Linked DNA regions of Hordeum vulgare: region 2 is linked to region 1. A link is a contact called in public HiChIP or PLAC-seq data. All regions are on one chromosome and are shown on one strand. The core of a region is the stretch at or near the end of the contact, and the rest is flanking DNA. Distances in the headings are between cores, read along the strand shown. Region 1 holds the start of LOC123452705 (60S ribosomal protein L4-1-like). Region 2 holds the start of LOC123452711.

Region 1 (4,633 bases), core at 1,088-3,587:
TAGTTGCCTCCTCCTACAATAACAACAATTCAATCTTCAGTACAAGAACAATATATGCATAATAGGAATTTTAATCATCAAAAAACAGAGAAGTTTAGACAGGGGCACAGGAGATAAACGAACAGTTTTCAAGCAACCAAACATGAAAAGGAATACTAATACTTAACAAGCAATAATATTAACCACAACAAACCTGTGCTTGTAAACTAATAAAGCACCACTAATATAACAGGACATTTCAAATGCAGTGATGATTAGTGGTAAAACAATATTACCTCAGATTTCAGTATAGCAAAAAAGTTTATGTCCTTCAAGAACATTCAGTGCCAAAGTAAGACTAGTTAAAAAGCAATCGAGCTTAGAAGAAAACAAGCATAGTACATACTCAAAGAATGGCAAGCCAAAACTTAATGTATCAGAACATAACAACATAGCAATTGCATATGGTGTGCTCTATTAGACAACAATGTATGGATGGAAGAGTAACACAATTATCCATATTGATGAATCAGGCTCACAAAACAAATATACTTAGAAACAAACAAACTAAGACAGGCGCCTTCACTATGAATACAAAAGATTAAGCATGCAACTAAAAACTGAAGTCCACAGAAATACACTATTGAGCCTATGCAAGGAACACACAATCTGCGTGTTTGCTCCATACAACAGTCAATCATAAGACAGTTTAAACAGAAAGGATCACAAACTGGGATCGTCTAGATAATGAAGGGTTTTAGGCATGCAATTAGCAAATAACAATCAGCTTACAGACTTGCATTTTTTTCAATGCTAATTAAACAGCATGGCATGCCAACGTAAGCACATCAAAGCATATCAAACAGTTGCAGAAATTGCATATACAATCTATGGGAAACTAACATGACATACATATAAAGCAATCATCATTATACAAGCAGCAAGTATACAAAAGAATAAGAACTAACTAATCAAGACACGCAGCTTGACGGTGAACACAACATTAAACCTGCAACTAATCAAAACCTGTGCCATACAACACTACAAACATATGGACATGGACAGAATTGCTATCATATAAGCTGAAACCACCATGTTATGCTACATCCAACTAAACATAAATACTTAATCAAAATTCAGTACGAATATTCAACCAGTACTCAGGAATACTATAAACTATCTGTAATTGTGTGAACCTAAGAAAAAGAGCTTACCGCGCTGAGCTTGGTCCTCTTGGAGTTAATCTTGTCCTTCCTGGCCTTGACACGTGCTGCCTCAGCAAGAACTGCCATCCTGCGGGCAGTCCCGAAGTAGGGGTTGAGCTTGAGCACGGCAGCAGCATTCTTCAGAGGGTTCTTCCTGGCCTCCCTGCGCTTCACCTCCTTGTTGATGGGCTTCACCACAGACTGGACCTCATCAGAGTTGATGAGGCGGCCAAGGTCAGCGTTGGTCATCTTGGGCCTGGGGAGGACGAAGCCCTTCTTCTTGGAGGAAGACGCCTCAAAGGAGCCGTACACCTCGTCCAGCTTCTTGAAGGCAGACTCAGTCCAGATGACGAACCGGCCAAGGTGGCCACCAGGGGCAAGGTCGAGCAGGTTGAGGCGTTCGACGTTGGCAACATCCACACCAGGGAGGTTGCGGAAGGCCTTGACGATCTTGGAGCCCTCGGTGCCGTAGACGATGAGGGGCCCCTTGCGGTTGATGTACCTGCGGTTGCGCATCTTACCCTTGCCGGGGCGGATGCCGACGGAGTCCTTGGCCTTCTCGGCGTCAGCGAAGGCGCCCATCTGCTTGAGCACCTTGATGGCCTGGGATGTCTTCTCGATGCCCTCGGCCGAGTCGGAGACGACGAGCGGGAACTCGGGGACGCCCTCGATGCGGTGGCCGCGGGCGGTGACGATGGCGGGGACGGCGGTGGCGGCGAGGGCGGAGGCGACGGCGACGCGGCGGAGGCGGATGTTGACGCGGCGGTGCCACTTGCGCCAGATCCGGGTGGGCGCGAACATGCGTCCGCCACGGCACATGTTGCCGAAGGCTCCCTGCCCGGCGCGGTGGGTACCGCCGCCGCCGACACGCGGGATACGCGAGACGGCGCGACCCGTGCCCCAGGACTCGGCCGAGGTCTGGTGACCGGCCTTGCGGGAGACGGCGTAGGGCTGGCGGCTGTTGCAGGAGAGGAGCCTGTGGACGAAGGTGATGACGTCGGGGCGGATCGGCGCCGTCATGACGTGCGGCATCGGGACGCCGGCCGCGTCCGTGGCCATGTCCCCGTCCAGGGCCTTGACGGAGACGAGCGGGCGCGCGGTGGTGGCCATGGGGGCGGAGGCGGCGGCGGCGGCGGCGGGGGAGAGGCTGGACTGGGCGATGGGGGTGAGAGTTTAGACAGAATGGCCGAATGGAGCCGAGCTATAAGGCCGCAAAGTGGTGGAGTAAAAGATCTCTTGGGCCGTTTTCGTATAGGGCCACGAGATGCTTCATGGACCTGAGAAAAAGATTTCTCTGTCGAAAAAAACAATTCCTCGGGCCATCGACAACCGGATAGTTCCCTTTTTTACCGTGCAAAAAAAAAACTGATAAGTGTCATAAATTTATAATTAAACTAGTACAAATTTTATACTAAATAAGCAACATTTATTTTGATATAGATGAAATACTAGTCAAGGGCAACTCCAACGGGCCACCAGCGTCCATTTTTGTCCGCACGGGCGAAAACCACGGTTCAATGCGTTGACGCAAATGGATCGATGCGTGTTTTGTTGTCCGTTTTGACCCATTTTAAGCTCAAAATTAGATTGGATTTGAGTCTGTGCACACACGATGCAGACGCGTGCGTTGTCCTCCTTTGACCAGCCTGTCGGTGGCAGACAGCCAATGCCCTCATGCACGTGCACTTACACACACTTAACGACCAAAAAAATAAACATGTGCTCCCTCTATAAACTAATATAAAAGTGTTTAGATCAATAAAACAATGATCTAAATGCTTTTATATTGGTTTACGGAGCGAGTAGAAAAATAATGTTTCTATATATATATACAAAATGTATTCCCTTCTTTCAATAATGTTCGGGTTATTAGTTCTACCACGAAAGTTAACGCAGGTTTACTTGAGCGATCCAATCTCAAATGCGGGAAGCGCTCTCAGCTAACCTCACGAGTGACCCAGCCAGCGATATGTTCCAGAAAAAAAGCATTGTTGGTTATGGTTGTAGCTGAACGAGAGAAGAGCGCTTATATTACGAAATTGCATGCAAAACTAATATACCCAAGATTTTGGGAAGGAGGAGGTACAACGTGTATATAAAAATAAAAGTAGGCATACAGAAGCATATTATTTTTTAAAGCTGATTAGGTTTTAAAAATTGCTAAACATGTATATAAAATATATTCCTCACGTATAAGAACGTAAATTATGTGTGTGAAAATCATTATTGGCATTAAAAATATATTTAATGTGTATTGAAAAATATTGAACATGTATTCAAAATTTCTAATCTTATATTTGAAAATAAGAACATGAAACTAAGTTTATAAAAATAAAGAACACAAATGGACTCAAAATATATATGCAACAAAAATGTATGATGCGTATGGGGAAAATAGAACATAAATAAAATAAGTATTTTAGAATGTTAAAAGTGTATGTAAAATATCTTTCGGATGTGTACCAAAAATGTTGAATGTGTACTTGAAAAGGTTCACATGTGTTAAACGGAAAAGAACCAATGAAAAAGACAGATAAAAATAAAATAACAGAAACCTAATAAAAATCATAAGTAAAAAATAAAACCAAAAGTAATGAAAATGAAAAACCAAATAAAATATATGAAAACATATAAAACCAATAAAAAACAAAGAAAAATGAAGAAAATAAATCAAAGCCAAGAAAGATACAAACAAAAATGAATAGAAAAAAGTGAGAAACAAGAAATACACAAAGAAAAAAGTGAAACCAGTAAAAACAATGAAGTAGATGAAGAAAAAAAAAGAAAACAGGGAAAGAATACCGATGGAAAAATAATGAAAAAAGCAAAACAAACAGTAAGAAAAGAGAAAGCAAGAAAACTAGAGAAACCCAAGAATAAAGAAAATATATGTAGAAAAAATAATAAAACAGTTGAAAAACAAATAAACCTAAAGAAAAACAAAAGAAAAAATGAGATAATCTGTCGGCTATCACTAGCGAGCTAACAAGAGAAGCTATACAAGCGCGAAGCGGGCGAGCTAACAATATGGGCTGGACAGGCAATGTAGCGCGAAGTGAGACCTTCAAGGGCGAGTTTGTTTCTCGCTACTCCTTCCTTTCCGGTTTATAGGGCTTAAATATAAAATCTTCATCAATCAAGGTGCATTGTGAATGGATAACGCTAGTTTTAACTAGCCAATAAAATATTTCTCACATATTTGATTTCCGAAGCAATTAATATAGCATCCTCCCTCTCATTGGACTTGCATGGTGCATACAGAAAAAGATGCATCCATATCCGTTAATTTCCTTTCTTTTATCTCTATCAATTAAATATGACTTGAGACTCAATGCATTTTAACTCATTTAGAATCAAAATAAGTCTAATTTATTAGAAAACTGAAAAATTTAAGACAAACCCTATAAACCGGAAAAGAGGAAGTGTAAGCGAGATCTAATTCTTATGAT
Region 2 (4,347 bases), core at 1,732-4,231, 260 kb after region 1:
CTGTGTTCCAGCAGCACCCTATAAACTAAACACGATTGGGTAAATGTAAACCCTTTGTTTTCCAAGCTACCAACTACTACGCTAATATTAAATCTTCTCTACACAACATACCTCGATCAGTCCATGCTCCTTTTCCTTGCTAGTAATAAAGGCTATGGATTGTTCCATAAGATATGATCACGCGCAGCAATAGTCTTTAAGCCATTCTGCATCTGGGCTCCTGCATGCTAGGAACATAACACTTGCATAAACAGCAGATATGTTCCAGACAGATTAGTTGTCACCGGTAAACTGATAACACCAAGTTGATGTTTCAGCAATGCAGTTACCTCCCAAACTGTTTGTATAATGTCGAAAAGAAACTACAACAGAAAGCATGCTTGCCTGAAGAGTTGCATGGTTACATTACTTGGCTGATGCCAGATGCTACTGCAACAACACAAATACAGGATGCAAACTCACCAGATCTTCAACAGAATCACAGCCACCTGTTGAACATGGTGAAACAATCATTTAGAGCTGCAACCAAACCTTCTAAACGCCCACATCTTTTCTCCAGCCACACCAAGCAACTTCTTAAACAGTTAATAAGATGAAATATTTTACCAAAACAAAGGGCACACGCAACATGCGCACCACAAAGACCTAGCAGCGCATTGCATTGAGCATCAAAATATCTGTGACAACAGCACTCACAACGCAAGAGGGTCTAAGAAGAATCGCGTTACAGATAACATCATGGGTTTTCTCTGAAAGCAGAAAAATACAGTGTCAAAACTGGATTCTCCAGGTGAGCCTAGGCGTTCTGATAGTGATGCAGCTTGTAGAGCAGAACTTTTCCACCAGCATGCCCGATGGAGAGGAACCCGCTCCCTGGGCTGAAGTCCAGGCACCTCGGGTACTGTAGGCTGAATCGAGGCCCCGGCCAGTTCTGGTACACGGTGAAGGACGGGACATGCACGAGCCTCATCCCGTTCCTGTCCCTGCCTGAGCTTATCGCCAGGATCTGGCCGTCGTGGTTGAACTTCATCTGGCCCGTCTCGGTCGTGAGGTTCTCGATCGTCTTCAGCGGCTTCCTCTTCCCTCCAAGGAACTCGTCCCTCTTGTACACGTTCACGATGCCGCTGCTGGAGCCTGTGGCGAAGTAGGAGCTGTCCTGCGAGGTGCAGAGGGAAAGGCCAGACATGGAGCCTTCGTCAACAGCCTTGTGCATACACTTCCTTGTCCTAAGATCCCAGTGGTAAACATGACCGTCCCCACCGCTGCTCAATAGCTGGTTCCCACCATCCGCAAAGGCCAGCGAACGCACGTTACCATTCATCTTGAGGGTTCCGATGAGCTGCTTGGTTTTGGAAGATATCAGGAGAATGTACCCCTCGTTACCGATAAACGCAATGGTTCTTGAATCAGGGGATATCTCAAAGCTCTCCAGGCTTTTCTCCTCACGCCCAGTCAAGGGTCCAATCTTACTAACAGCAGCTTTCACCAGGTCAAATGAGTAGAAGAACTTCCTCCTGCCGGAAAGGATCACCTCAGAGCCATCAGGTAGAAAGGCTGCCTTCTGAATTGGACAGTCCTCGACAAATATGCTCTGGATCTTGGGGTTTCTCTTGCCATCAATCTGGAAAAACCTCAGATGTTTGTCCAGGCCAGCAACAAGCATCAGCTGTCCATTGCTATGGAACTGCACTGAATTGACAGGACCACTGGAAGGCTCCTGGGCATTCGCATCAACAAGCCTTGAGTAGTCCAGCATGCCAGGCAGGAGCTTAGCAGTGCCCTTGACAACGAGCTCATGATTGTTCCGAAGCACATTGTCAACTCCACCTTCTTCCTCGTCGGAGTCGCCATCACGGAGAGGAGCCTTACGGTCCATATCCGCCCAGCCAGTGAAAGGGTTCAGGTTGGCGTGGTGACCGCGCAGCCTAGCCTCATACTCCCTGCCAGAGATGACGCGCTCATCAGCCTCCTTCCTCAGCTTCCTGAGCCTCGCAACCTTCACGATGTCCACCACGGTGCTATCCTCCTCGTCATCCACCCAGGCGGGCTTCCTCCCCTTGTCCACCACCTCATCCTCACCGCCCAGGTCCTCCTCATAAACGGGCAGGTCGTCGCCGGCAGACCGATCAACAAAGAACAGAGGGCCTTCATCCTGGCCACGACCCGGCACGGCAGCCGCGGCCTCGGTGCCGAACTCGAGCGGCGCGTAGATGTTGCCGAACAGCGAGCTCTCCAGCAGCTTCATCTCGTCGGCCTCCTGGCTCAGCCTGGCCTGCAGCGCCTTCTTCTTCCTCCTCCGGTCGTTCTTGCGGCCGTCCGGCCCGGGCTTCTTCCCAGCCTCTGCGTCCGAGGCGACGGGGGAGCCCATGGCCTCTTCGTCGTCGCTGCTGCTGTCGCCCTTCTCCAGCCGGCGCTTCGGGAGCGCGTTCTGGGATATCAGGCTCGTCATGGCGCGAGGAGTCCTGCGGAGTACACCAGCGGATTAGGCGACGGTGCTAACCCCGGCCGCAAATGCGCAAGGAGGATGGATCCATGGGTTGTGAGGGTCCGTGGGATTGAACGAATCGCTTGGTGAAAACGGGATAGCGAGCTTCGTACCTCGAGGGTCGGCGGCCAGGCACCGCGGACGGGTTGGCGACGGCGGGGACGGAGACGGAGGCGGCGGCGCGGGGGTGGTAGAGGCCGTGGTGCTTGGTTGGGGGATTGGGGCGTCGGCGGCGGGGGTTTGGAGAAATTTAGGGCTGTCGATCGCTTGCTTCTAGTAGGCAAGGCAGGCCGCTCCCCCAAATTCGGCCCACAGACAAGGTAGGGCTGTCACCTGGACCGCAACTGGGCCCATCAAGGAGCCCGCGAGGCCCTCCCACCTGAAGCCCGCCCGCCTCAACACCTGAAAGGAAAACCCTGAAGTTGGCCTAATTTTATTTTACCAGGGAGAGAAAAAAAGAGAAGAAGAAACTGTCACCTTCTGCTCTCCCCGCCTCGCCCAGCGCCGCCGGCCGGCCGCCCGCCCCTACTGCCGTCCACCGCATCGGGGCTGCCCGTCCCGACCTCCGCCGCGACCGTTACCTACCCTTCACCGGCGTTCCCCAACCTCCGCCGAGCGCCCTCGCCCTGCCCTGCCCTTCCCGAATCTCGACGACTGACGGCACCGCTACGGCTCGGCGCCGGGAGATATGGTGAGTCCCCTATCTTCTGTTGCTTCTCATCAGGCTTCCGCTCGCCAATTTAGGGCCGCGCGTCAGAGGAAGGGGGGAAGTTGCGGCGTTGTTGTATGATCCAATGCCCAAGTGCTACGTAGATCGCATTTCATCAGATTCCCAAGATAATAACCCTGCCAAGTGTAAAGATCATCCTTCCTTTCGCAATTGTACTCTTGTTTCGTTGTTATGTGCAAATTGCCTGTTGGAAGATGGAACCTTTTGGACATGTTTTCTTCACTGACCTCCTGTAGATTGTACTGTACAGTACTTGTTTAGGATGTGATTGGTTTGTTTTCTAAGCCAGCAAATTTAGCACTAGGGTTTCAATGTAGTACAAAAAGACAGGCCTTTCTTGCTATGGATTGGTTTTCTTTTCAGTTGGACATGTTTCCCTGAAATCAGGGATTAGCCCAGTTTGTTCCTTTGTAAGGTTTGTTTACATGCCTTATATAAGGGCATGGAGCACCATGTCTAAAGCAGATAATATTCCCTGGCCTCCCTTTGCACTGGTTGTACCCCCTTCTTGTCGAGCGCAGCTACAACAGCCTTTGAATCCAATCTGCTTGGGCGAAATTCCCAGGAACATTCCAAGGAGTTACATTGTTATTATTTTCAGTGACTAGGAACTCTGCTAGTGTTTACGAATGTTCTCTTTAATTCAATGGGGGGTTGTGCCATGACCATGACTGTTTTTTTTTTTTTTGCATTCACAAGTTCTTGAATTGTTCATTGAGAATACCTCCAGGAATAATTCAATGGGCGGTAGAAAGGCTTATTGAGAATAACCTTAGATATGCATCTTTGAGATCTCTAAATTGTTTTTGAAGTCTTGCCGCTGTATCATTGTTTTCACTTCTTATTTCAATTTTCCCATTTTACAGGGTTTACGTACCAGACGGACGACTGTTGCAATGCGTAGTGGTGACGAAGAAGACTTTGACAATGATGGTGATGATGATTACAGTGACAAAAACGATTATGATTATATCTGCAAGTATGACTCTAGCCACAATCATGGTAGTGGTGATGACAAGAGCAGTGATGATTACAGCTGCACCGACGACGATAGCAACGATGATGGTGATGCTATTGACAATGATGATGATGGTGATGGTGGTGGTGATGCTACTGATAATTTGTGTGCAAT

The links. HiChIP or PLAC-seq counts read pairs in DNA pulled down with a chosen protein or histone mark.
Region 2: a contact with region 1 is called in an H3K4me3 HiChIP or PLAC-seq map of embryo, with 4 times the contacts expected there. The contact joins the promoter of LOC123452711 here to the promoter of LOC123452705 in region 1. A contact is called at or near these places in 2 of 6 Hi-C or Micro-C datasets (leaf and seedling) and 1 of 1 datasets of contacts at active chromatin or transcription factors (embryo).

What each region holds. Positions count from the first base shown.
Region 1 is chr5H:547,706,260-547,710,892 of MorexV3_pseudomolecules_assembly, forward strand. It overlaps LOC123452705 (60S ribosomal protein L4-1-like), which reads right to left and starts at 2,338. Exons shown (of 2, transcript XM_045129413.1): 1 at 1,194-2,338; 2 at 1-13. The coding sequence starts at 2,294.
Region 2 is chr5H:547,965,566-547,969,912 of MorexV3_pseudomolecules_assembly, forward strand. LOC123452711 reads left to right here and starts at 2,982. Exons shown (of 7, transcript XM_045129421.1): 1 at 2,982-3,176; 2 at 4,082-4,347. The coding sequence starts at 3,174. LOC123452712 (U3 small nucleolar RNA-associated protein 18 homolog) reads right to left here and starts at 2,706. Exons shown (of 2, transcript XM_045129422.1): 1 at 2,599-2,706; 2 at 601-2,462. The coding sequence starts at 2,449. The coding sequence ends at 797.